Regions from separate parts of the Mus musculus genome. Here regions 1, 3, 4 and 5 are each linked to region 2. Evidence: chromatin contacts called from public HiChIP or PLAC-seq data. All regions are on one chromosome and are shown on one strand. The core of a region is the stretch at or near the end of the contact, and the rest is flanking DNA. Distances in the headings are between cores, read along the strand shown. Region 1 has its middle 45 kb from the start of Tnfsf8. Region 2 holds the start of Akna (AT-hook transcription factor). Region 3 overlaps Tnfsf8 (tumor necrosis factor (ligand) superfamily, member 8). Region 4 has its middle 45 kb from the start of Tnfsf8. Region 5 holds the start of Tnfsf15 (tumor necrosis factor (ligand) superfamily, member 15).

Evidence for each region. HiChIP or PLAC-seq counts read pairs in DNA pulled down with a chosen protein or histone mark.
Region 1: an H3K27ac HiChIP or PLAC-seq map of bone marrow-derived dendritic cells shows a contact between it and region 2, with 3 times the contacts expected there. The contact joins the enhancer-like site here to the promoter of Akna in region 2. A contact is called at or near these places in 4 of 39 promoter capture datasets (the HPC-7 cell line, embryonic stem cells, frontonasal cranial neural crest and 1 more), 1 of 15 datasets of contacts at CTCF or cohesin (large pre-B cells), 2 of 484 Hi-C or Micro-C datasets (bone marrow-derived macrophages and female germline stem cells) and 4 of 115 datasets of contacts at active chromatin or transcription factors (bone marrow-derived dendritic cells, embryonic stem cells, microglia and 1 more).
Region 3: a contact with region 2 is called in an H3K27ac HiChIP or PLAC-seq map of bone marrow-derived dendritic cells, with 5 times the contacts expected there. The contact joins the enhancer-like site here to the promoter of Akna in region 2. A contact is called at or near these places in 5 of 39 promoter capture datasets (the 3T3-L1 cell line, the HPC-7 cell line, embryonic stem cells and 2 more), 2 of 15 datasets of contacts at CTCF or cohesin (large pre-B cells and pro-B cells), 95 of 484 Hi-C or Micro-C datasets (B cells, the C2C12 cell line, CD4 T cells and 54 more) and 19 of 115 datasets of contacts at active chromatin or transcription factors (CD8 T cells, DN3 thymocytes, astrocytes and 12 more).
Region 4: a contact with region 2 is called in an H3K27ac HiChIP or PLAC-seq map of bone marrow-derived dendritic cells, with 4 times the contacts expected there. The contact joins the enhancer-like site here to the promoter of Akna in region 2. A contact is called at or near these places in 1 of 39 promoter capture datasets (cranial neural crest) and 9 of 115 datasets of contacts at active chromatin or transcription factors (CD8 T cells, bone marrow-derived dendritic cells, craniofacial prominence and 6 more).
Region 5: a contact with region 2 is called in an H3K27ac HiChIP or PLAC-seq map of stem cell-derived neural progenitor cells, with 2.2 times the contacts expected there. The contact joins the promoter of Tnfsf15 here to the promoter of Akna in region 2. A contact is called at or near these places in 4 of 39 promoter capture datasets (the 3T3-L1 cell line, embryonic stem cells, hippocampal neurons and 1 more), 5 of 484 Hi-C or Micro-C datasets (B cells, adipose-derived mesenchymal stem cells, embryonic fibroblasts and 2 more), 4 of 115 datasets of contacts at active chromatin or transcription factors (bone marrow-derived dendritic cells, double positive thymocytes, embryonic stem cells and 1 more) and 1 of 9 other capture datasets (adipose tissue).

What each region holds. Positions count from the first base shown.
Region 1 is chr4:63,813,608-63,818,585 of GRCm38.p6, forward strand. No RefSeq gene overlaps it. Among named protein-coding and RNA genes, the nearest start is that of Tnfsf8, 45 kb to the right of the region's middle. Within about 2 kb of position 2,289, at least 21 of the 459 cell types and tissues checked have an H3K27ac peak or open chromatin away from gene starts, as enhancers often do. A contact at or near this core is called in bone marrow-derived dendritic cells and bone marrow-derived macrophages, where this site is marked.
Region 2 is chr4:63,400,117-63,405,029 of GRCm38.p6, forward strand. Akna (AT-hook transcription factor) reads right to left here and starts at 3,329. Exons shown (of 22, transcript NM_001045514.3): 1 at 3,103-3,329. It overlaps Gm52742 (a long non-coding RNA gene), which reads left to right. Exons shown (of 3, transcript XR_003955424.1): 3 at 1,055-2,010.
Region 3 is chr4:63,838,068-63,843,445 of GRCm38.p6, forward strand. The region is part of intron 2 of Tnfsf8 (tumor necrosis factor (ligand) superfamily, member 8); the gene reads right to left. Among named protein-coding and RNA genes, the nearest start is that of Tnfsf8, 21 kb to the right of the region's middle. Within about 2 kb of position 2,589, at least 17 of the 459 cell types and tissues checked have an H3K27ac peak or open chromatin away from gene starts, as enhancers often do. A contact at or near this core is called in B cells, CD8 T cells, the CH12 cell line and 4 more, where this site is marked.
Region 4 is chr4:63,903,522-63,908,863 of GRCm38.p6, forward strand. No RefSeq gene overlaps it. Among named protein-coding and RNA genes, the nearest start is that of Tnfsf8, 45 kb to the left of the region's middle. Within about 2 kb of position 2,755, at least 9 of the 459 cell types and tissues checked have an H3K27ac peak or open chromatin away from gene starts, as enhancers often do. A contact at or near this core is called in bone marrow-derived dendritic cells and thymic regulatory T cells, where this site is marked.
Region 5 is chr4:63,742,726-63,747,486 of GRCm38.p6, forward strand. Tnfsf15 (tumor necrosis factor (ligand) superfamily, member 15) reads right to left here and starts at 2,334. Exons shown (of 4, transcript NM_177371.4): 1 at 2,084-2,334. The coding sequence starts at 2,305. It overlaps Gm42294 (a long non-coding RNA gene), which reads left to right. Exons shown (of 5, transcript XR_881353.3): 3 at 1,981-2,386.

The sequences.
Region 1 (4,978 bases), core at 1,039-3,538, 410 kb after region 2:
CTCATAAAACCAGTCCATCAGGGCCTGTTTTTCTTATATCACTACATTTTATGCATTCATTGTCTCTAGGGAGCAGTAGTTACATTGCTCAGTTTCTCTGCATCCACAGTATTCAGTCTAATTCCATCTGCTCCTATGTCCCTTAGCCACATAAGCTAGGGCAATAGGAGGCTCTTTAATTGCTGAGTTAAAAGTCTTTCTCAGTTCAAGAAGTTCAGATGCTAAAACATGTCATAGTTTCTTGTACTACACTGTTATTAAGACCCTTTGTCTGCATGCTAAATTCTAGATCACCCTTCCTCTGTTATTGAGGCAGATGGCGTATATCTAATTTACACTCCATTGTATTTGGCATTCTGAAAGAAATGGTAAACCAATGCTTGATCTCATTTTCTCTTTCCCACTGCCTTTGCAAATCAGAGGCCAATGGTATCTACAGGCCTTTCCCACATTGCAATCACTCACTCACAAAGGCGTTTTCTTTTGGGAAAATTGTAGTGACAATTCTGGAACTTTGATTTCCTTAAAAAAATCATAGAAATATAAGATGTGTTTCCATCTTATTCCCAGATGTAGCATATGGGGTGCTTCAGATTGTCTACAGAAGCTGACTATGCCTTGCCCGTGCTCTAGCAGAGGTGTGATTTTTTTTTTCCAGATGCAGATAGTTTCTGTGACTGGGTGATGTTTGAAATTCTGGGGACTTTTTAGAGGGTATATAAATGTCCTAGGGTCTTAAGAAGTGGGGGGATTGTTGGTGAGTTGTTGGTTACTTGTTGTTGGTCACAGTTTGTTAAGTAGCCATGAGCATAGAAGAAAGAAAATAAAATTAGATATTCTGATGGTGAAGGTCAAACTTGACCCAAGTAACTCAATGACCCAAATCAGCAGGAAGTAATCTAGCAATAAACCACTCCCTCAACACACACACACACACACACACACACACACACACACACACACACACACACACACACCAGATTTCCAATTCCTGACTTTAGTCAGGGATCTCTTCTCCCTCCTCTACTCTTTTTTTCTCTTATTAAGGGGTTGAAAGGGTGGAAGAAAGGGAGTGAAGAAAGGTAGAATAAAGAATAATCCACAAAGTCACAAAAGACAAGCTACAGGAAACAGACATCTGTTCTATATCTTATTACCTAGAATAATGGCCTTGCAATTGACTCCACAACTTGCTTATAATCTTTTTCTGTTTGTGCTACTTTCAGAGACTGTAAGGTTTTCTCTAGTCTACTGGCAGTGCTGGGGGAATCTCCATATTTGTATAGTGAACATCAATGAATGTCACTCCATAACAAGTAGAAGAAGGTGAGTACTTTAGGATTCCACCAAGGATGCTCCACTCTCAGGTGGCTTTGTCTTGATGGCATCTGTTGTCAAGCATAACAGCACTTCTACAACAAGCAAGCACACCATTCTTTAGCATATGGGAAAAGCAGCCATCTTGGGTCAACCCACATGGGTCAGTGTTAGTTACCTATCTCATAATCCATCATAGGAACTATGTAACTCCTCCTCCTCAACTCAGCTTTAGTTTTGTAAATTGTTTGGGATCAGTTGTATATAAATAAAATTGTGCATAAATGAAAAAAGTGTTCATTCACTCCAGATAAGGCCCTGAGGACTAGATAAGTAATCCTGTCCAGTTCTGGCTTAGCAAACTGGTGAGTTCCTGGGGTTACTAACAGACTGGGGGCTGCGGAGTTATTTCTGGAGTATGGGTGATCCAAAGACAACTAAATCACTAAAAAAAAAAAAAAAATCCCATTGTTTGTAACGTGTGGTTGACTCATGGAAGCTGAATACCTAGAGCTATTTTCACAAATTTCAGGCAGCTCAGTGACTCCTCTCAGGAGCAATTGTTGCTATTTATATAATTGTGAAAGCGGTTATGGATCTTGTGAATTTCATTTGCTTCTCAAGCTTTGTGAGTTTTACTTCCTGAGTCTTGTGAAGTCCTCTTGTCCCTCCAGGAAGAAATATTTTAATTTGGAGGAATTAGCTATACAACTGACTTGCCCTTTAGGTGATTATAGACATTTTCAAGTTGACAATCAATATTAACCATCGCAGGATTATTATGAATGAAACTGTTACAAGCATGGCCCTATCTGTTCTTTTGTGTCCATGTGGCCTGATTTGTTTGTAAAATGAGCCTAGATGTGGAGTGGTTGGATCACAAGACAAGCACGGGTATTGCTTTGGTTGAACCCTGCTGGACAGTGCAACAGAATAACTGTATCACTTTCATTTCCTCTAGCAGTGAATAAGATTTTCAGTTGTTCCACATCCTCACCACCAAGTGTTGAGTGTTGGCAGTGGCTTGATTTCAGTCAGTTTGTGGGAGTATAGTTACATCACATTGTGGTTTTCATGCCCATTTCCTTGATGTCCTAGTAATACTAACAGGGAATTATTAACACCCCAGACACACAGCAATCTCTTTATTGAAGCCTTGTTCAAATCATTAGCTCAATAGGCATTTGAATGGATCCAAAATGTCCATTCGAAGATGATTTGTCTTTTCAATGGCCACTTGGGGATTTTCATATTGTGGATGTGAGACTTTGTTGTCTTACTATTTACATCCGGGAATATAATCTGATTCTAAATTTTTTTCCATTTTTTATTAGGTATTTAGCTCATTTACATTTCCAATGCTATACCAAAAGTCCCCCATATCCACCCACCCCCACTCCCCTGACCACCCACTCCCCCTTTTTGGCCCTGGTGTTCCCCTGTACTGGGGCATATAAAGTTTGCAAGTCCAATGGGCCTCTCTTTCCAGTGATGGCTGATGAGGCCATCTTTTGATATATATGCAGCTAGAGTCAAGAGCTCCGGGGTACTGGTTAGTTCATAATGTTGTTCCACCTATAGGGTTGCAGATCCCTTTAGCTCCTTGGCTACTTTCTCTAGCTCCTCCATTGGGAGCCCTATGATCCATCCATTAGCTGACTGTGAGCATCCACTTCTGTGTTTGCTAGGCCCCGGCATAGTCTCACAAGAGACAGCTACATCTGGGTCCTTTCAATAAAATCTTGCTAGTGTATGCAATGGTGTCAGCGTTTGGATGCTGATTATGGGGTGGATCCCTGGATATGGCAGTCTCTACATGGTCCATCCTTTCATCTCAGCTCCAAACTTTGTCTCTGTAACTCCTTCCATGGGTGTTTTGTTCCCAAATCTAAGGAGGGGCATAGTGTCCACACTTCAGTCTTCATTCTCCTTGAGTTTCATGTGTTTAGCAAATTATATCTTATATCTTGGGTATCCTAGGTTTGGGGCTAATATCCACTTATCAGTGAGTACATATTGTGTGAGTTTCTTTGTGAATGTGTTACCTCACTCAGGATGATGCCCTCCAGGTCCATCCATTTGGCTAGGAATTTCATAAATTCATTCTTTTTAATAGCTGAGTAGTACTCCATTGTGTAGATGTACCACATTTTCTGTATCCTAATTTTTAAGTATGAAATAAAGCACATGAACCAATGATAAGTTTATATATGTGTGTGTGTGTGTATACACAATTTTTCTCACATTTTTTACTAAGGAGAATGTTGATATCTTTTTGATGCTATTCAAATAATCCTAAGCATTTGAGTTCATTCCACTTACCCATTTTCTCTTCCCGTGTTAACACCATACTGCTTTAATTTTCTTTGCTTTGTAGTAAGTTGATTTCTGATGATAAGTCTCACAGTTTGCACATTTGCATCAAAGTCATTTTACTTATTTTAAGTTCTACGTATTTCTAAATAGATGTCACAGTGACAACAACTCCTTTTCTTCCACCTTTTTTTGTGGTGTTATGGATGAGATTCAGGGCTTCATAAATTTAGGTGAAAACTTTGTGTCAGAGCCACATCTTTAACTGAATTTGTCAATTTGTTTTGTTTTCTTCATTTTTGAGAGTCTCATATGTACACATAATGCCTGGTGATTATATTAACTTGCCTTGCCTGCTAACATAGTCTTTGATTTCCTGCTGTATCCTCCTTCTTTCTACTTAGTCCCCTCCCCAGTGGCTATGTTAGAGAAAAAAATGACACCCCACATTAGTTCCTCTTTTGTTGCTGTGACAAAGCACCATGACCAAGGAGCTTATGGGAGAAAGCATGTGATTTGTTTTATGATTCCAAGGGCTTAGATTCCATGATGCTGCAGCAAAGGCAGAGCAGCATGAAAAACTGAGAACTCACATTTTGATCTGCAAGGAGGTGGCAGAGAACATGTGGGGAAAGACTGAAAACCTCTAAGTACATCCCCAATGACACACCCCTCCAACAAAACCACACCTTATTCTTCCCAAAGTTTCCATCAATGGGGGACCAAGGTTTCAAACATAGGAGCCTATTGCTGGGTGGTGGTGTTTTCGTTCAGGCTACTACGGATCTCTTCCTCCACCAGCCATTAGTAATCATTATTTCCTAAGGAAGGGATGGACCTCATGAGTTTTGCCTCTGTTTTATAATCAGTTTCTCAATTTCTTTAAACACACACACACACACACACACACACACACACACACACATACACACACACACACACACACACACACACTCATGGGAATTTTAACTGGCATGACATGTTTTTTTAAGGGTCAATTTGGGGAGATTTTACCTCACTCTACAAGTTAATTTTTCATCTTATACTTGCAATATCTCTGTCTCTGTCTCTCTCTGTCTCTGTCTTTCTGTCTCTCTTTGTCTCTCTTTCTCTGTGTAAGGTCTTTAGCTTCTCTCAGATCTATTTTAGAGTTTGAAGAATTTTTGCATCTTTCATGAAAATATACTCTTATATTAGTGAAACTTCAGATTACTATTATAATTGGTATACTTCCTTGAATCTTATTTTCTTTTTTAAAGGCATTTTTATTAGATATTTTCTTCATTTACATTTCAAATGCTATCCCCAAAGCCCCCTATACTCTCCCCCCCCCGCCCTGTTACCCAAC
Region 2 (4,913 bases), core at 2,079-4,578:
AGCAGGGAGCTTAACAGAGCTGCCTTCCCATCTCAGTAGCAAGATCGAAGCTCAGAAATAACAGTGACTAACCAGGCCAGGATCCACTGGTCAGTAAGTACTATGACCTGGCCCAGGGCTCTTGTTTGGTCAGTAACCACACATCCCCAACAGTGATAATCTGCATACTTCTAACTGCATATCCACATATCCAAATACTACATTATTAGGAAAAGAATTTTAAAATGAAGCAAGAGAGGGCTGGTGAGATGGTTCAGCAGCTAAAGGCCCTTGCCGCCAAGCCTGAGGAACTGAGTTCGATCCCTGGGCCCCACATGATAGGAAAGAACTGACTCTCAAATGGGCCACGACATTCTACATATGTACATACGTAACACATGCACAAACACACTACAATGATTAAATGTAATTTTTTTTAAAGGATGAATGGAAAAGTTCTTAAGTTGGGTCTGGAGGGATGGCTCGGCAGGTAAAATGCTGGCCTCACAACCCTAATGACCTGAGTTCGAGTCTCCAGAACTCACATAAAAGCTGCGTGCAAGCATGTGTAACTCCAGCACGCTCCTGCAAGGAGATGGACACCAGACAGGATGTTGTCAGCCAACCTAGCATACACAAGCCGTGAGGGAGGGAGGGGCTGCCTAAAACAAGTTGGCAACTGAGACTCACACTCCAGGTTGTCTTCTGGCCTCTGGTGTGTGCAGTGGCACCCATGTACTGCCCCGATCCCCACAAAATACTGTAAATCTAAGTTCAAGGCCCCTCGTTCCCGTACAGGACCTGCACCCCTACTTCAAATCCATGGTGATGGGGGATCCCGACCTTGTGTGCACTCGGTTGATGTCTGTGGGATCCTGGCTCAGAGGCCCCAGGTCAAGTCTTCAGACTCTTCCTTTAAGCAAGGACCTCAACAGAGCCTCTCCAGCTTCAGCCCAGTGCGGAGGCGAGGGCAGGTAGAGGGGGGTGCAACCACACCTCCTGACATCTCTGCTGAGGCAGGGCTGCAGCATGTGGTTTTCTGACTTTTGAAATGTCATTTTTTTCTTTCCCCTAGCCCACCGCAGAGCAGCCTGCACCATCGCAGAGGCCCCTACGTGCAGAAAGAGGAACGGCCAGTTTGCTGCAATGACTCAGCCACAAAAATCTCACCGTTCTCCGGAGAGCCCACACATCCCTGGCAGCAACAGTCAGTGGTTACAGTTTTGCACCCATTTCTCAAGTGCCTCGACTTGTGAGCTTTACCTGAGAAAGACCTTACTCTTCTGTGCAAGTCACAGCCCTCAGTGTCATGGAGCCTGGAACTGGCCAAGTCAGGTAGTCAATCAACAAACACACATCAGTGTCAAATAGGTACCAACCTCAGGCAGAGATGAAGTTGCAATAGAGCAGCAGGCTGAGCACCAGGCAAGCAGATCCCAGCCAGCCCTGTATGTTCCAGCCACTCGAGGCATGTGGCTGGCTGACTGCTCCTCTCTGTAAAGGGGAATGGTGGTCACCTAGGCCTGTTCCTGCTGCACCCATCCCTCTGTCTGGTGAGCACCCTGACCCTCAGAGACGCACCAAATGAACTTGGAGGTTCTCAGCCCCTAGGATACAGAAACACACATGCTTGCCAAGATCCCACCCTCCGTGGAGGACGCAATCCAGAAAAACCACTGAAGAAGGAAGTTTGGTGACAGCTTTAACAGACCAAGCACATCTAGGGGAGAAAGAGGAAGGGGAATCGGGACAGAGGAACAGCACAGACAAAAACACAGAGGTCTGAAAATACAAGCTGAACTTCAAGGATGGCTCAGGGCCTGGCCCCTGAGTGCCACAGGCAGGCAGGGAAGTCTGGACAGCCGTCAGGGTAGCAGTGGAAGCTGGGGATTCGAATTATGATGTCCTGACCCAGGAGGGCCAGCCCCTCTATAACTAGGTCCTGCTAATGGTTGGGCCATTGAGCTAAAGGTCCCCACCTGCCCCCAGAGAAACTGCACCCCACCCTCCCCAAAAAAACACCAAACACTGCTTTCTCTATGTCCTTGCTTCTTATCACCTAACACCTGTACAGAACTGATCTCCATGTTGTCACACCCTCCAGGGATTCTATTTAGCAACTAGCTAGGCAATGCCCTGTTCCCCACACACTGCTTCATACAGCTCTCTCTCTCTCGAGCGCGCGCGTGCGTGCGTGCATGTGTGTGTGTGTGTGTGTGTGTGTGTGTGTGTGTGTGTGTGTGTGTGCGTGCGTGTGCGTGTGTGTCCAGGATGATCCTCCCCCACTGAAGCTTCAACCTTCAGCAGCCCTGGCATTCAGAATCTCCATGCTACCCAGCTAGAGAGAGCCAGGACATCCCCACCTTAACCTCATCCCGATGAGGAAACAGAGGCACCCACCTAATGAGAACAACCAGGAAGTTTAGAACACTGTGACTATTAAACCAAGGCCAGGAGATGTATAGGAGGCAGGAGGATGGCAGGGGAAAGACCTCCTTACCAAGCTGCTGGACCCTTTTGAAGGGCTGGGCTGTGGGGCTCCAAAGCAAGTTTGGATCCGTGGCAGGGCATAGACCTGTTCACAGGAGTGGCCTTTGGCCTGCGGCAAGTGGAGATACCCATGACGGATGTCCCCGGACTGTCCCTTGGCTCACCCAAAGAGCCTGGGAGGAACTAACAAGGGGCCAGGCTATTACTGACTCTCATCTTGTCCTACTGTAGCTCTAAGCTGGCTTCCTGGCCCCCACTTTGTCCCTGCCCTTATTTGGGTAGGAGGGTGTCATCTCCTGGCCTGTTCCTCACTTCCGAACATCTCGAGACCCTCAGTAACCCAAGCACTAACTGGCCTTGAGATGAGCCCACCCCGGGGGACAGAGAGGGACCAACACGGGTCCAAGTTCACCAAGGGAACCAAATTGGATCTGGAACTGGAAACTAGCATCTTGGGGTCCACTCTTTCGTGGGGGCCGGACTCCCAGAACTGGACAGGAGTGGCAGCAGCTGCGTAGCTGTGATTTCCTGGCTGGGCTGGGCTGCCTGCCAGGGTTGTCCAGAGTCTATGACTGGCCCATCCAGAGGGAAGGCGGCCTTCCCTCTGGCCCTCCTCCTGGCTCAGCTCCTTACCTCACTAGTACTACACCACCATCCTGCCGGCCTGGGCTCAGGGGAGCTGCCCACAAGGTCTTTGTTTCAAACCTGGGGAGCCCCCTGCCTCCACAGCAGCCTGGAACGCCTCCAGACTGCTCTGCCAGCCAGAACGGCCTCAGCTCACAGACAAGCATCCCTCCCCACTTCTCCCCGCCCCTGCAGCTGAGGCCTTGCCTTGCCTCCTCCTCCTTGCAGGAAGCGCCCAGCCTGATTTCCTACAAGTGTTTGTGAAAAGGAGGGGGGGTTACTCTGCGGAGCTGGCGCCAAGAGCTTAACCCTTTGCTGGGCAAGTGTGGGGCTGCATTGATGGGAAGAGAACTTCTGAGGCCTTGAGTTTGAGACCACCTCAGTTGCAACCACAACCGTGCTTGTACGAGCAGGAAGTCCAGAGAAGGCTTGGCTAAAGTCACATTGCATGCCGGTCCCAGGAAGAGGAGCCTGCAGTTCCTCCACTCCCACCCCAAAATTGGTCTCTTCCATCACCGAAGACTTTATCAAAGCCTCTCCCACTGTGTAGGTCTCATTGCCCATCCTCACAGGAGGGAAAGGGGAACCTCAGCCTTGGCGCTTGCTCCTGTCTGTCCAGCTTTAACTTCGTCTACTAACACAAGTCTCATCATCTCAGGGCAGACTTAGGGATTTCTGCCCTTCCACTTACTGTCCATGCCTAGAGATAAGATGAGCCTGCACTGGAATTGTCTAGGTAAGAAGGAAGAACTAGAGGATCAGGTGAACATCTCCTCTTGTAGCTTCTCCCTCAGAGGCCCCAGAGATGAAGGAACAGAATTATCTTCATGGCCAACCTGTGGCTCCTCAGGTCCCTTCACCTCTGTGAGAGGTGTAGCCATCTGAAGAAGCAGGGTGGGACACAGACACATCACACCTGGCCCTTCACTCTATAGTGAAGTGTGTAAGATGTCAGGTGTGCCTGAGGCAGAGTATGAGACAGGCTGGTGACCAACGTCTCCTGCTGCTTTGGTATCTCTGAGGCTGAGGACTCGCAGATCCTAGGGAAACACCCGAGGTTTCAGGTCTCAGATGCTGGACCTGCCCTGGCTGAAGACAGGGGCCTGAGAGTAACAAGCTGAGTGGGGGTGAGGCAGGACTATCAGGAAGGTCTGGGTGGGGAGGCCACAGTCACACAAGCGGCCGGAAGGACAGAGAGGCAGAAGCAAGCCGCAAGCATGACTGATGAGAATGTTCTAGAAAGGCAGCTGCAGAGACCTGAGAGAAGCAGGAGGCCCTTGAAGACAACAGGATATGATGTGAGAGGACTCAGGGGCCGGGGCAGGAGGTACAGAATCTGACCTTCAGGATCCAGGCTGACGGGGCAGGCAGGAGGAGGCAGGAGCCAGGTAGAAGGAAGATGCTGCAGGAGCCCTAAGTCCGCTCCTGGCTCTCTACTCTGCCCCTGCTGACCCAGAGAGTCAGGAAACAGAAGAGACATGAGGTCAACCCTCTGCCATCCAGAAAGCCCTGGGGGGGGAGGGGGGACCTCAAGGGAGCAGCCAGGCTGGGGACCACCCAAGAGTGATGGAGAGAATCTTAGAGTCCATAGGCCAGGGAGTTCAATGCCAGCATGCCAGCCTCACCTCCTGCTGGCACTGTGACCTCAGTGGCTAGAGCCATGGTTTTCCTTTCTGTGGAACAGGGCTAACCAGAGTGGCCACTGCCCTGGAGAGGCTGCTGTCAATTCCATGACAGACGGCCTGCCCAGTGTGCAGTAAGGGACCTTAGGACCTATGTCATCACCATAGTTTCTGCCCCCGGGTCTCCTTAGGTGGGAG
Region 3 (5,378 bases), core at 1,339-3,838, 440 kb after region 2:
TGGGCCTTGGTTCCCCCTATCTGGAGAACTGGAAACTCTCCAATCTGACATTGACATATTTTGATGATGTCACCAGAGATGACCACTCAGTCCATCCTTCAGAAACTAACAGTTTTAAACTCATACAATAGGAGCCACGCCCTGCCGAGCTTACATACTGTCTCTGAGTAGTATGTCCTGAGCTCCCAGTTACTTTCTTTTTCCTCCACATTTTTTAATTAGATATTTACTTCATTTACATTTCAAATGCTATCCCAAAAGTCCCCTATACCCTTCCCCCACCCTGTTCCCTCACCCAATCACTCCCACTTCTTGGCCCTGGCATTCCCCTGACTGGGACATATAAAGTTTGATAGACCAAGGGGCCTCTCTTCCTAATGATGGCCAACTAGGCCATCTTCTGATACATATGCAGCTAGAGACACAAGATCTGGGGGTACTGACTAGTTCATATTTTTGTCCCACCTATAGGGTTGCAGACCCCTTCAGCTCTTGGATACTTTCTCTAGCTCCTATATTGGAGGCCTGTGTTCTATCCTATAGATGACTGTGAACATCCACTTCTATATTTGCCAGGCACTGGCAAGGTCTCACAGGAGACAGCTATATCAGGGTCCCTTCAGCAAAATCTTGCTGGCGTATGCAATAATGTCTGTGTTTGGTAGCTGATTATGGGATGGGGCCCCTGGGTGAGGCAGTCTCTGGATGGTCCTTCCTTTCGTCTTAGCTCCAAACTTTGTCTCTGCAACTCCTTCCATGAATATTTTATTCCCTATTCTAGGGAGGAATGAAGTATCCATGCGTTGGTCTTCCTCCTTGATAGGTTTCTAGGCTAATATCCACTAATCAGTGAGTGCATATCAAGTTACTTCTTTTGTGATTGGGTTACCTCACTCAGGATGATATCCTCCAGATACATCCATTTGCCCAAGAATTTCATAAATTCATTTTTTAATAGCTAAGTACTACTCCATTGTCTAAATGTACCACATTTTCTGTATCCATTCCTCTGTTGAGGGACATCTGGGTTCTTTCCAGCTTCTGGCTATTATAAATAAGGCTGCTATGAACATAGTGGAGCATGTGTCCTTCTTACCGGTTGGAACATCTTCTGGGTATATGTCAAGGGGAGGTATTGCTGGATCTACCAGTAGTACTATGTCCAGTTTTCTGAGGAACTGCCAGACTGATTTCCAGAGTGGTTGTACCAGCTTGCAATCCCACCAACAATGGAGGAGTGTTCCTCTTTCTCCACATCCTCACCAGCATCTGCTGTCACCTGAAATTTCGATCCTAGCCATTCTGACTGGTGTGAGGTAGAATCTCAGGGTTGTTTTGATTTGCATTTCCCTGATAATTAAGGATGCTGAACATTTTTAAAGTGCTTCACAGCCCTTTGGTATTCCTCAGTTGAGAATTCTTTGTTCAGCTCTGAGCCCCATTTTATAATGGGATTATTTGAATCTCTGGAGTTCAGCTTCTTGAGCTCTTTGTATATATTGGATATTAGTCCCCTATCAGATTTAGGATTGGTAAAAATTCTTTTCCAATCTGTTGGTGGCCTTTTTGTCTTATTGACAGTATCTTTTGCCCTACAGAAGCTTTGCAATTTTATGAGGTCCCATTTGTCGATTCTTGATCTTACAGCACAGACCATTGCTGTTCTGTTTAGGAATTTTTTCCCCTGAGCCCATATCTTTAAGGGTTTTCCCCACTTTCTCCTCTATAAATTTCAGTGTCTGTGGTTTTATGTGGAGTTCTTTGATCCACTTAGACTTGAGCTTTGTACAAGGAGATAAGAATGGATTAATTCTCATCCTTCTACATGATAACAACCAGTTGTGCCAGCACCAATTGTTGAAAATGCTGTCTTTTTTCCACTGGATGGTTTTAGCTCCCTTGTCAAAGATCAAGTGACCATAGGTGTGTGGGTTCATTTCTGGGTCTTCAATTCTATTCCATTGATCTACCTACCTGTCTGTCGCTGTACCAGTACCATGCAGGAAACACCAATTACTTTTCTTTGATTTCTCTTAACATCAAAGGACTCAATTACCCAATAAAAAGATATAGACTAACAAACTGGCTACACAAACAGGACCCAACATTTTGCTGCTTACAGGAAACCCACCTCGGGGATAAAGACAGACACTACCTCAGAGTAAAAGGCTGGAAAGCAATTTTCAAGCAAATGGTCTGAAGAAACAAGCTGGAGTAGCCATTCTAATATCAAATAAAATTGACTTCCAACTCAAAGTTATCTAAAAAGACAAGAAGGGGCACTTCATACTCATCAAAGGTAAAAATCTACCAAAAGTTCATCTACAAAATGAACTCTCAATTCTAAATATCTATGCTCCAAACGCAAGGGCAGCCACATTCATTAAAGAAACTTTAGTAAAGCTCAAAGCACACATTGCACCTCACACAATAATAGTGGGAGACTTCAACACCCGACTCACCAACGGACAGATCCTGGAAACAGAAACTAAACAGAGACACATGGGTACTACCAGTTACTTCCTTTATCTTATTGTCCAGATTCATTCGAGAAAGACCCTGGGGCCCCGAGAACAGCTAGAAGCTGAGTGAAGGGTTCCCTCTGCTGTCTGAGCAAGCTCACTACTAGAGGAACCCCCAGCAGAAGTAGGGGCAGTATTCATCTCTAGCTGTTCTGGACTCACACGGGGCTTCTGGCCCATCAAAGGCTGAAGGCCAGCTTCCACTCTCTAGATCTTAGCCCATAATTATCATCTAAGCAGTGTTCTTGTGAGGCTTGTTGCTGCCCTGCACATACTCGTGGATGTGTATAACCAGAAATTTGATCCCAAAGTGTAATAGTCTAAGGAAGTGTGACTGTTGTCCAATCTCATCTTTGGGACTGTAGAACATCAACCAAAAGAAACCAGAGAGATGCAAATCGGACTCTCTTTGCTGTGAATCACTTTCTAATTTATGTTCCCTACAGCTCTGATGGGCTTTTGACTCCTCCCAATCTCTCCAGTATCAGCCCATACCCTCCCTCATTTTATTCTGTGTCTTAATAGTAATAAATGTCATCACCACTACCACCATCATAACTAATGTTGACTATTTCTGTAATGTTTTACTGAGCATGCTACAGCCATGATTTCATTTTTACATTTTTTTACAAGCATCCCATAAGAGATTTAATTTTTACAATCATCCCATGAGAGATAGTTTACAGTTATCTCTGTTATTTACATTAGAAACTATAGGTTTTAAAAGTTTAACTGGAGGGTGGGCAAAGATGGAGCAGAGACTGAAGAAATGGCCAAACAATAACGGCCCAACTTGAGACCTATCCCTTGGGTAAACACTAATCTCTGACACTATTACGGATGCCATGTTGTGCTTGCAGACAGGAGTCTAGCATAACTGTCCTCTGAGATGCTCTACCCGGCAGCTGACTGAAACAGATGCAGATGCCGTATGAAGTATGAAGCAGAGGACTGCTTTGTATTGCCTCAGCAGGAGAGGATGTGCATAATTAATCCTGCAGGGACTTGATATTCCAGGGTGGGAGGGGATATATGGGTGAGGAGTGGGGGAGCATCCTCCTAGAGGAGAAGGGGAGGGGAAATGGGAAGAAGGACTCTGTGAGGGAGGAATGGGATGAGGGTGCAGCAGTTGGAATATAAATAAATAAATAGATGAATAAGAAAGGGTTAACTGGCTTGTTCTCAGCCACACATCTAGTTGCTAGTAGGGTGGAGATCAAAACTCAGTCAGTGTGACTCTAATGCCCAAACGGATTTCCCCCCACTCTACACAAGTTTGGAGACGTGCAGCTCCAGTACACAACTACATGGATATGCTTCCACCTGCATACCTCTGGTTCCTGTCAAGTGGAATGCCCTGCCTCTATCAAGCCAGTTGTCCTTTAAAACACATCCTGGCAGAGACTACTGTTTAGTCTCTCCTACTGATCAGCCAAGAAGATGCATTTGCTGAGTGGAGTCAACTAGACCATCTCTCTTATTTCCTTCTGTAGCTCTGGCTGGACCAGTGCTAAGGGCATCAGTGTAGTGAGAAGGAGTGCTTGCTTTTTCCCCTGGCAGGGAGAATATTGGCCTGACTCTCACAGATTCTAAGTTAGGTGGAAAAGTAGGATTCATGCCCTGGATCAAAGCCAGGATGTCACATCAAAAACAGGCTCTATCTCTCTAGTCCTAAGGTCCCTCTGTATCAGGTGGCTTGTGGTGATATCTGCCAGAGCTGAGCATCTACAGATGGTGGCAGAAGTACAAGCCCAGGCTTGTCTCTCACACATGCAGGCGTTTTTTTCTTCTGTTTTTCCCCTTTGGTCTTCATGTGTACAGTGGGGTGACCTCAGCTGTAATTCTGAGAAACCCAATGATGGAAAAAGTCTACCTTATTTTGAAGCATTTGCATTTCCTGAAGTCAAATGGCAGGCATACTGTAGTTTTTCTTCAAGAATTGATTAGATAGTTTCATGCTTAAGACTAAGCACAGGCTTCTCCTTCTAAGAATGCCATTGCTGGAGTTGGTTCAAGGAGGGGCTGGGTATTGAGAGATTGACACTGTTGAGCTGGAAGAAGACCTTGGAGAAGGGTGCCATCTCTGTTACTTCACTTTTGGAGGTGTCAGCAAAAGAAGAGTGAAGGATGCGTGGTGGGGTTCAAACCCCAAGAGTCTTAGTGGCTTCTGAAGGCTTAAAATGCTCTCAGCTGACAACTAACACCACTCTGATCTCCTTTTCCTCACATGGTTTCCGGGGCAGACATATAAGAAGGACACCCAAGTTATAACCCAAGTCACAGAGATGGGAGCTTGAATATTTGGCCAGTCAGTGCTGTTCAAAAAGTGGGCTGGCCGCTTTGAAAGTCACAGGGATCTTGCTAAGACCTAGACAATATTTTGTGGGGTACCAGTCATGCAACTCAAGTCTCATCAGCTTGTGAACCCATGATAAGATAGTCTATTGTGGATATGAAGACTTGTATAGGTGCCCCAGGCAGTAGGAATCTTGCTGTGGCTCCAGAGATTTGTGGACTGAGCATCTAGACTGTATCTCTGCAATCTGTCTCCTCAGTGCCTGAGTCTGGAGGGGTTTATTCTGAGAGAAGAGGCTTAGTTGATGTTTGGATGTTGGGAGTCTGGAATATTCTCTTTCAGATTTTAGCGTTCCTATTTAGATGGGGAACATTGTTGACTGAGATGTAGAAATGCCTTTCTAGATCATTCTAGAGCAGTGAGGGTTAAAGGGAGGAGAGATGAGTCTGTAGCCATTACACACACCCGGGACTGAAGCCTCAGGAGACAGCTGGAGGACGTTGCTGGGAAAGCAGCTTCAGGGTGCCTTCCTGATCCTGAGTCTGGGAGAGTGCCCGGGT
Region 4 (5,342 bases), core at 1,505-4,004, 500 kb after region 2:
GTCAACACTGTTTGCTAATCCAATACTCTACAAAAAAAAATCTAGACACATGGATGATTGCAAAGCAAGTAAGATTCAGTGTGCCTGTCCGTCAGTGACTTAGACAGAAGGGACTGGGGAGGGAATGGTATGACACAGGCAGGCAGTAGAGCTGAGCTTGTAGGAAGGCAAGCAGTTCAAAGATGTTGGCACACTAAGCTGTTGTGCAAAGAATGTGGAAGAAGTCGGGGTAAAAGAGGAGCCATTGAGTCTATGCCCCTCCTTTTCTTTGTCTGTGTTCTATCAAAACCTATAGTTTTCTATGTATGTATCTGAAATCTGTTTATCCATAATCCAATCTGTGTTTTTCTTTATCAGGTGTGATATTTTAAAGACCCCTTAACAATACTGTAAGTAATCAAGGCATTTTTTTTTCCTAGTGTCTGTTTGATACTTCATGGTCTATTCAGGCGTATAGACACTTTTACCTACAAGTTATCCTAGGGTGGATGTGAAATTAATTTTCCCTCACTCCTTCCTCCCTAACCTGTACTACTTCTTCTCTTTACTCTGCCCCATTGCTCTCTAAAAGAAATGCAAGGAAAAAATCCCCCAAGAATGTTCCCTGATGAGCCTTTGTGTGTATTTCTTGTGTTGCACAACTGGAGAAAGGTTGCTGGATATACACACATATAATACCATCTTTCCCTCCAGGGTAGACTGCCAGGGGACCTGATAGTGGCCACTGTGTTCCCACATCTCTATCTACATCCCCCCCAGTTCCATTTTATCAATTGTAAATGTTCATATTTTTCCTGGGCCCTCCATGTCATTTATTGATTTGGTGACTCTGAGCAATATTTCATAACTTGTTATTTTTTGAGACTTCCCTCTTCAGAAATTCACTTCCAGGGGCTGCCAGATTCATCTTAATTCATAACTATAGATTTATTACCTTTTTGATATTCTTCAATAAATGAAAGGTGTTTGTCACAGTTGAATTAACCTATCCGAAAAGTCTATGTATTCAAAATACAAGATTTTCCAACTCTAGGTGTTGAAAAGAGAATTTCCCAACATTTTAGTTTATTAATAAAAATTTGTGCTTTTTCATTTAAATGTTAAACTAATTTGGAGTCCCCCTTTTATATCTGATATCAGAAGATATGGTTCTTTTTATCTGCAAGTTAAATTATATCAGTCATGCCTACTTAAGAACATGGTTGTTATTTCTAGTGTTTACGGTAGGTAGAATTAAATGCAGGGAGTTGCTTACACAGGTGATAGCATGTGAAGCTAAGAGATGGTGAAGTGACTTGGCATTAGCAATTGTAGAGAACTAATGAAACTCCTTAAAATGGATTCTTAAGTTCTCACCAAGTATAGACTTTAAATATTTTTATTAAATTTTCTTTCTTTTTTATGTGTGTGTGTGTGTGTGTGTGTGTGTGTGTGAGAGAGAGAGAGAGAGAGAGAGAGAGAGAGAGAGCATGCATGTATGTGGCCTATGAATGCCTGTGTGCATGTGTGCATGTGGGTTTGTGAGTATATGTGTGGATATGTGTGAATATGCATGTATGAAGGATGTACATGTGGAGGTCAGAGGACAACTTGATGATTATTTGCTGATTTATCCTCCTTGTAGCCATAGAGTCACACACACACACACACACACACACACACACACACACACGTGCACGCGCACCATAACCATAGAGTCTCAGAATTAGAAGAATGATCTTCACCCTAAGACACACAGTAAACCTTGATGATGACCTTCTGTGACATGAATTTGCTTGTGCACTCAAAGAGTACTGGAGTTATCTTGTCATTGAATCTGGTATTTAATGCCATTCACAAGTGTTACCCTTCATTACTTCCTTCACCTGAGTATCTTCTGTTGTCATCATCATTGTCATCGTCATCACCATTGTTTTGGTAGATGAATAAGAAATGCATTGGTATTTAAGCACTAGAAAATATTCAAGGTGAAAACAACATTATTGAAAGTTGCCCCCAAACCTACCACCAAAAAATTATTACACTTAAATTTTCAGAAAAAAATGAAGTGCAATGTCTAAGTGCTAGCATTATAACAAACAGACTTCTCTCGTCTGTGATTGGTATCTACTGAGCTAATAACATGGGTTAATATATCCCAATTGATTTCCGTAAATAGTTTCTCTGGAAGCAATGATGGATAGAATCAATGTTGGGTAGCTTTTTTTTTTCTCCTTCACAGGCTGGGAAGGGACACTAGTACCTTCTACCTACTAAACTCCAGACCACTAATCTACATTCTTAGCTCTCTGATACATGGGTTTAAGAGAACAGAAATAAATTTTATCAGGAAAGGAGTTGGGCTAAATATATTATGTTGTTTAACCTGCTCTTCTTCATACTTTAGCATAAGCATAACCAGCTGCAAGATAGAAATAATTAGAAACTCAGCCAAAGTAACTAATGTTCTCAGATATGAGTAGTGAGCCTCAAAGGGGAGAAATTCAAGTATGTGCAGGCAACTTGATATTTAGGCAAAATCTGGATCCTTTTTGGCAAAATCACAGAGGGTGGTTTGAAAAGTTCCTTAGCAATATAGATTGGCTCTGCACCTACTCAAAGGTGAGGAGTTAAAGAGCCTAGGAAACTCCATACAGTGTTGGCTGGCGTCTGTCCTTAGGGGTTTTTCCTGTGAGTCATATTCGGCAGGGGCATCCTAGGAAGCTCAACTTTTACTTCTTAGATTGTAGAGTCTTGCTAGACTCCGTTTTGATTGCAGACAGAGATATGAATCTTTGACAACATGCAGATGAAAGCAGGGACCTTGGGCAAGTCCCTTTCTCTTTGGACCTCAATTTCCTTAATGATTGCAAGGAATGATTTCATCTCTAAAGTTTTGTTTTGTTTTTTTTTTTTTTCATCAGACTACTTGGGGAACAATGCTGAGTGCCTATTGTAATGCTGAGTTTTAGGCAAAGATTGAGATGTGGCACTGCCTTTTGTAGAAACCAAGCAAAGCAGCACAGTTAGGCACAGTTGAAATGGCTTAGAACACAGAGCAGAAGAGACATGCTGTTAATTATTCAACTTTTATTTATGTACTAGGTGATTAGAGTCATTGGATCTTACATTCCTATTTCATCTTACATCTCAGATGATCAAAGTGCTTAATATATACATGAACCATTAGTTCTACGGACACAAACATTAAAACCATGGAGAAAGGCCATTTATTCCCCTGTATCTTTTCTTTAGTTTTCCCTCAGTAATGCAGCATCTAAAATTACTTGCACGTAGTCTGGTAATCCAGGAAAAAACTCATTTTTTTTCCAGTCTTATTTGTAGCTGCATATGATGATGTCATTTAATTTTGGCCAAAGGGATTTAAATAGAATAAGTGGGGACCTTTTTCCATTAAAAACACTCTGTATTTTATTTTCATGGCCAAAGAAACAAAAAGTGCACAGAGACTGTGGCCATCTGTAATGATCTGGAGAATACCATGTTAGTGGTCCCATTATATCTGCATCAGTTCTTCAGAATATCCCTTACAAAAGCCAGATTTTGATGAAAGTAGCCTCACTGCTCAGGTTGTGAACTCACAACCTTTGCAATGCTAGAAACAGGTAGAAGAAATTGCACAGGGTAGGAGTTAATGTCAGTGAATAATACATCCATGTTTGCAGTGGAGAAATCTAGTGGAGAAGTGTTTTCTACCTGATATTCTGGGTAAAGAAGGGACACTTGATCTTGATCTTAAGTGACTATGACCATGGCCAGCTCTGCTACCATGAACTGAAAGTTCGATTTCTATTTGGCTTCAGCCATAAGGTGGATGAGTGCTGAAATGATCCAATGTGACCCAGAAGTGGCATTTTGCGAGGTAGGTATAGATTTGAGGATAAGATGTGACAAATGGGTGTCTCATCTACATGCTACCCCTCTGCACTAACTGGCACTCCCTGGCTCAGTTTTCACCAATAAATGCATAAAATGAGTGGGAGATTGGAAGGAAATCTTTGTGACTGTTTCATATATAGAGGAAGAACTATTTATTATGTTGATGTGTTGGTACCTGAGTCTGAGATGGAATGGAAAACACCTGCAAAAATGACCTTAGAAGACAGTAGGAAGGGAAAGTTCACATGCTCAGAGGTTTGAGCACCTGCCATCTGTCCACACTGCCTAGACAAAGTAGTGACTCAAAGTTAGAATACATTACAAATATATGGGAAGTGGAATGGCTTGGATATTTGGTGAGGGGCCAGGAAAGAGAAACATTGGAAGACAAAAAGTATGAGGTTGAAAGCAAGAGACTGAGACACAGGGGTGGGCAGAAAATGAGAAAATCTTTGCAACACATGTAAGATGAAGTAGACAAAATGTCAGAGCAACCTGTTGACAATGGCTTGTCCCTAGCCACCTTGATGGCAATAGCTTGTTACCAGCCACCTTGGTGCTGGCACTGTGCGGTCATGAAAAAAAAAATCCCAGTGACAATGAGGATGGAAGCTCCACAAAGCTTATCCATGTGGCCTGCTACTCATCAAGAGCAGGGAAGCTCTATCTGCTGCTCAGTGTTGCACCCGTGGACAGCAGGGAAGGATGCGGAGACTCTGATGAAGTACCATTGCTCCATGACACCTGCCCTGAAGTTGATGGCATCTGTTGACTACATCACATTCTTCTCACCTTGAAGGGGCAAAAGTTCATTTCAAACAGAATGGCATGTGGGTTGTTATTCCTTTCCACGGGGACTCATGTGGTATTATCACCTGGACACTGCCTTACTGGGATTGGATCCCATATAGTATTTTCAGACTAGGGGACCCTTACTACAGTAGAATAGTCATGGGAAATTCTCTTGTGCCATTACACTCTATGTCATCCAAAGAAAGTTATAAAATGGCTATTGGGGACATAGCTTAGGCATTGGTGGTAAGGATTGTGTGATTTTTCTAGAATGTATACTCTAATGTAGACTACAGAAACAAGAAGCTGGTTCATACTGTCAGATTAGCCACCAAGTCTAGTAGAAATTCTAGCTTATAATGAGGAGAATCTGGAGGGCACAGAATGAGACATGAGTGAAAACTGAGACTTCAAGAGAACCTCCGGTATGGTAAGGGCAGTTCTTCCATCCCAGCATTCTGAAAGAGTGCACCCACATACTTTATATTTAAATGCTGTCCACTGTCTTTTCATGACTAAGAATAGTAATTCCTCAAAATTTTAGAAAATTGTCACACTTTCTCTCAGTGTCAGAGTGCACCCATTGCCAATGGCTAAAATAAGAATCTGAAAGCCTGGTCACTCATGCAATATATTTAAACCTCTCTGAAACATTAGCCCAGGGTTAGAGC
Region 5 (4,761 bases), core at 1,084-3,583, 340 kb after region 2:
CTTTCTGAGAGTTAGTATCCTACGAACTCTAAAACAAACTCCAAAAATAGTGCCCCTCCACATTCCTAATGTTGTGACCCTTTAATACAGCCCCTCATCTTGTGGTGAGCCCCCCCCAACCATAAAATTATTCTGTTGCTACTTCATAACTGAAACTTTTGCTGAGGTTATAAATCATTATTCTACTATCTGATATGCAGGATATCTGATACGCTACCGCTGTGCAGGTGGTGACCCACAGGGTGGGAACTGCTGTTTTAAAACTCCTTTTACCCAGTCCCAAGGAATTGGTGGTAGCAGCTTCTCAGGCCACTGATCCTGGATGTTCCCAGCTGTTCTGTGTTCCTTCTATCTGCGCATAGCAATCAGGGCCCCCATTTAAGCCCCTACAAGCTGTTTCATAAATATTTTTCTCCCTTAAGAACTTGCCTTGAGTGGCCAGCTGCTGCTTCTCAGGACCTGCATCTCTCCAGGCATCCCAGTCTCAGCCCCTTTACTATTCTGTTTGGAAGCTGAGATGTCCTGTAGTCTGGTTAAGCAACAACCTCAAGCTCCTCTGTGTCTCCCCTCCAGCAAGATGGTTTTCTTCGTGGTGGGATGGGAGCATTAGGTATCAATGTGGCTCATACCTAAGGCATCTGAGTCGGGATTGTGAGGAGGGGACTCGGGTGTTGTGGTTTGTGATGGCACCCAGCACCTTCTTTATGAGTCTCCCTGTTGGGTCATTTCCCCCTGCCAATTCCCTTTTCTGGACTGTACCTAGATGACCTTGTCTGGCTTCGGCCAACATGGGGATTGTAGACAGCATCTCGAGTAATAGGATCCAACTGTATGTCAGGAATCCCTCCAGAGTCCAAGGAGGCACAGATTGCTGGAGGCCACTTAATAATACAGTGTTCAACAACAGCTCTCTCCGTATGAGTTGAGTATTCCCTGAAGTGCCTCAGTCTGGTGTGTGTGTGTGTGTGTGTGTGTGTGTGTGTGTGTGTGTGTGTGTGTATGTGTGTGTGTGTGCTTTTCTGGGGTCATAGCCTGACCTCCCATTTTCTAATACCCTACAGGTCCCTTCTAACATAAGCAGCCTTCCTAGTCTATCTGCACATGTCTACACTGTATAAACCATGACACGTGGCTGCCTGAATCACAGTTTGTTGACCCTGATGGAGTGGCAGGAGTTACACATTAGCCACAGAGTGGAAATTGCCCAGGATTGACTAGAGACCAGGTTTCTAATTAGGCTGCCTATTTTTGCTTTTAGTCCTTAATCTTTGGGACTAAAGTAGAATCAGTCACTACAGACTATGTCAGATATTTCCCCCTGAGGAATATTCTTTAAATAACACACATTGACCTTTCAGATCCTTCCTGGGTGTCCTCAGCCTTGGCTTTGTCACCGCTTGGATATTTGCCCCCCTCATTCTCTGAGTGCCACCCCTATACCCCTGTGGTGGCTAACCTTCTTTCTAGTCCCAGCAAAATCTCAGGGTCAGTATGTTCTTAATTGAGCACTGAAAAATATTTCTAAATCCAAGAAGAGGAGCTGGTTAAGTAAATTTTATCACACACGTATAAGAACATAATATAGTCATCCATACATCATACTGCCGTGGGGTCATTGCCATAGAAACAATTTCATACTATGTAGAAATCTCAGAATCATCCTCCAATATAAATAGAAAGGCATTATATATTTTAGTTCACTAATAGTTTACACCTCTATGTTTTTTCCCCTCAATAATCATGCATTATGTAATTAAATTTAAGAGCTTTTTGTTTAAGGAAAAAGGAATGTTTTCCAAAGTATTGCCGCACTGTAATTATAATGATCTAAAAACAAAAACAAAAAAAGAGTATATGGAGTGTGAAGTTATTCTTGCACAAACATGAGATGAAACAATTCAATTCCCTGGAAGTGCAAAGTTAAGAACCAGATGGGACCTTTCCACCTCTCACCCCCCGGTCTGTATTTGCTTTGTACAGGGGAGCCACCAGCGCTATCCATGAATGGCTCTGTCCCAAACTGGAATACACAGCTGCCTGCAGAGAGACCACTGATTGTCTAAGCAGGAGCAAGTTTACTTACCCGAAGCATACAGTCTTTTCCGGGGACCCGGAGCTGGCCAGCCATTAGGAGGGTGCTAAGTCCTGCGAGGATGGGAAATGACAACAGGCAGCAGGTGAGAGCCAGGCAGGCTTTGCTCCTGGCAGCTAGCCCGGCCCTGGCCTCTGGCCTGTGTCTACAGCCTTCCGGCAGCACTTCCACTGGGACTCCTTCTCCGAAGCCCAACCCCAGCTCCTCTGCCATCCTTCTGCTGTCTTGGAGAGACTTCTGATCCCTTCTGACCAGAGAGCCCCCCATTAAATAAGAGAGCAGCTGTCACACTGAGTGAGTTAATGACTGTCCTCTCCTCCCTTTTTTACTCTCCCCTCCCTCTGACAGCCCTCTGCAGCCTGCCCTGCCCGGCTAGGGAATGCGCCGCCTACAACAGAAACCAAGTTTGGTTTAAGAAAAAAAAAAAAAAAAAGAAGAAGAAGAAGGAGAAGGAGAAAGCTTTCCCAAGCATATTTATGTACAGTATGCTCATGTGCTCTTTCCTTCATTTACAGAAGGAAGTCAGGAAAGTCCCTGGAGGAGGAGATCAAGAATACATTAAGTCAATGGGTGGGGCAAATTAAAATGTACCTGCTCCTGCCCTGGACTGCAGCCAGCCGAGCTGGTCTGGGAAGTGTGTTCCTTCTGGAAGTGAAAGTGAGGGACTAGGAGGTGTGTGGCTTGCAACAGGAAATGGAAATCACGTTCACATCAGCCCCTTGCCAAGCGCCACAAACCGTCTTATCTCCCTGTCATTCTATAGATGGAAGTACTGACAGTCAGAAAGGTACCCGCCCTACGTCATTCTGGATGGAAGAGAGCAGAGCCAGGAAGATGTCCATTTTAAGTTACAATTAGACATGGGCATAGCCTGTGAAACATAAGGTTATTTATGTTCCAGCAGAGAGTATCTGGTTGTGATTGTAGTTAGAAGTGACTGTCAGAGAGATAATGACATAGGCTTCTGTACTCCTTTGTCCCAAAGTTAACTTAATGCCAGTGGTTTACCTTGCCTATGTTGGCTGTGGATGGGAGAGGGCATGGCAGCTGATATGTGCTAGCATTCACTAAACACTTGCTTTTTAACCCAATGCTGGGAGGCAAATATCAATTGACTTATTATCGACTTATTTCATCCTGAGACAACTGCTTTTCTTTTTCTCATTCTTTCTTTTTCTATTTTCTCTTTCATTTCCCTTCTTCCTCCCCCACTTCTCCTTCCTCTTCTTCTTCTTCTTCTTTTTTTTTTTTTTAAATACAAGGTCTTACTATGTTGTTTTGGCTGTCCTGAAACTCAATAGGTAGACCAAGTTGACGTCAAACTCACTGAGATCTCTCTGCCTCCATTTGGAGGACTGAATCCCCTTCTGGAAGAGGAGGTGGGGCTTGAATTCAGTCTTGGAGGTGGGGAGGGGTGACACCAGAGAAGCATAGAGGACCCTGTATAAAGGTGGTCTACAGCAATTAGGAATCCATGGCCTGTGAGCTGGCTCAGCAGGCGCAAGTGCTTCTTGCCAAGCCTGATGGTTTGGCTTTAATACTGGAAATCCACATAGAGAGAGAGAGACCTGACACATTGTCCTCTGGCTTCTACATGTACACTGTGGCACATATACATGCAGAATGAAGGAAGAAAAGAAGGAAGGAAGGAAGGAAGGAAGGAAGGAAGGAAGGACTAAATAATAAAAAAAAAAGAGAGGTGAGGAGAAAGAATAAAGAAACCAGGCACCTAGAGTAGCCCATGGCATGTCCCTGTTTGGTGGCCCCTATTCTTGAACACAACCCAGTTCCTCTCAGTATTTCGGAAAGCCCTTGGCCTGGACACTACCTGCTGTCAATCCTCCCCGGGGCCCAGACTCACCTTTCCTATGTTCCCAAGATGTAGATTCTCCAGTCCTCTACAGTCTAATGCTCACCCACGGTGTTTTCTCTGCTGGGGAAGCTTCTGATTTCTCTCCCCATTCCCCTATTCCTCCTTTGCTGCATCCCTTCCCTCCAGCTGGGAGTGATACTATCCTCAATGCTTTCGAGGCATCCCATCTTCTCTGTCACCAAATGCTCTGACTTGGCTTGGCTCTTTCTGTCACTTCCATTGGACCGCCATCAAAGCTGGGAGGGAAGGTGCTAAGTCATGCAGATGTTCCTCCTGGCTTGGCAATGGGTACTTGATTCATAACTAACAACTGTTGAGGTGAATTCCATCAAAGGGTAGCTTTTATGGCCCCTGCTTATCCATGCTTGAGGTAGCAAACCTACTAAGAAATGGATCTTTGCGATTCTCCCAGATCTTTGCCATTGTTACTTAACATTTCTTTTAATGACAGAGAGCTCTACTAGGGTACAGATGTTCCAATTTGTTTAACCTTACCCACTGAAGGGCATTTGAATTATGTCTAGCTATTATGCATGAAACTGTTATGAATATTCATGTACAGGTCTTTGTGCAAACTCACTTTTATTTCTTTGACATCAGTGACCAAGAGCGGCACTGTTGGGCTGTTTGTTGAGCACATGCTCTTTGTGTAAGAACGTGCTGTAGTTGCTTCAGAGACCATTTTATTTTTATCAGCAACATGACAGAGATCCAAAAGTCATTTCAGAACTTGGTATTATCACTTGTTTTTATTTTAGCCATTTTTATTTCTATCATGTGTGTGTGTATGCCACAG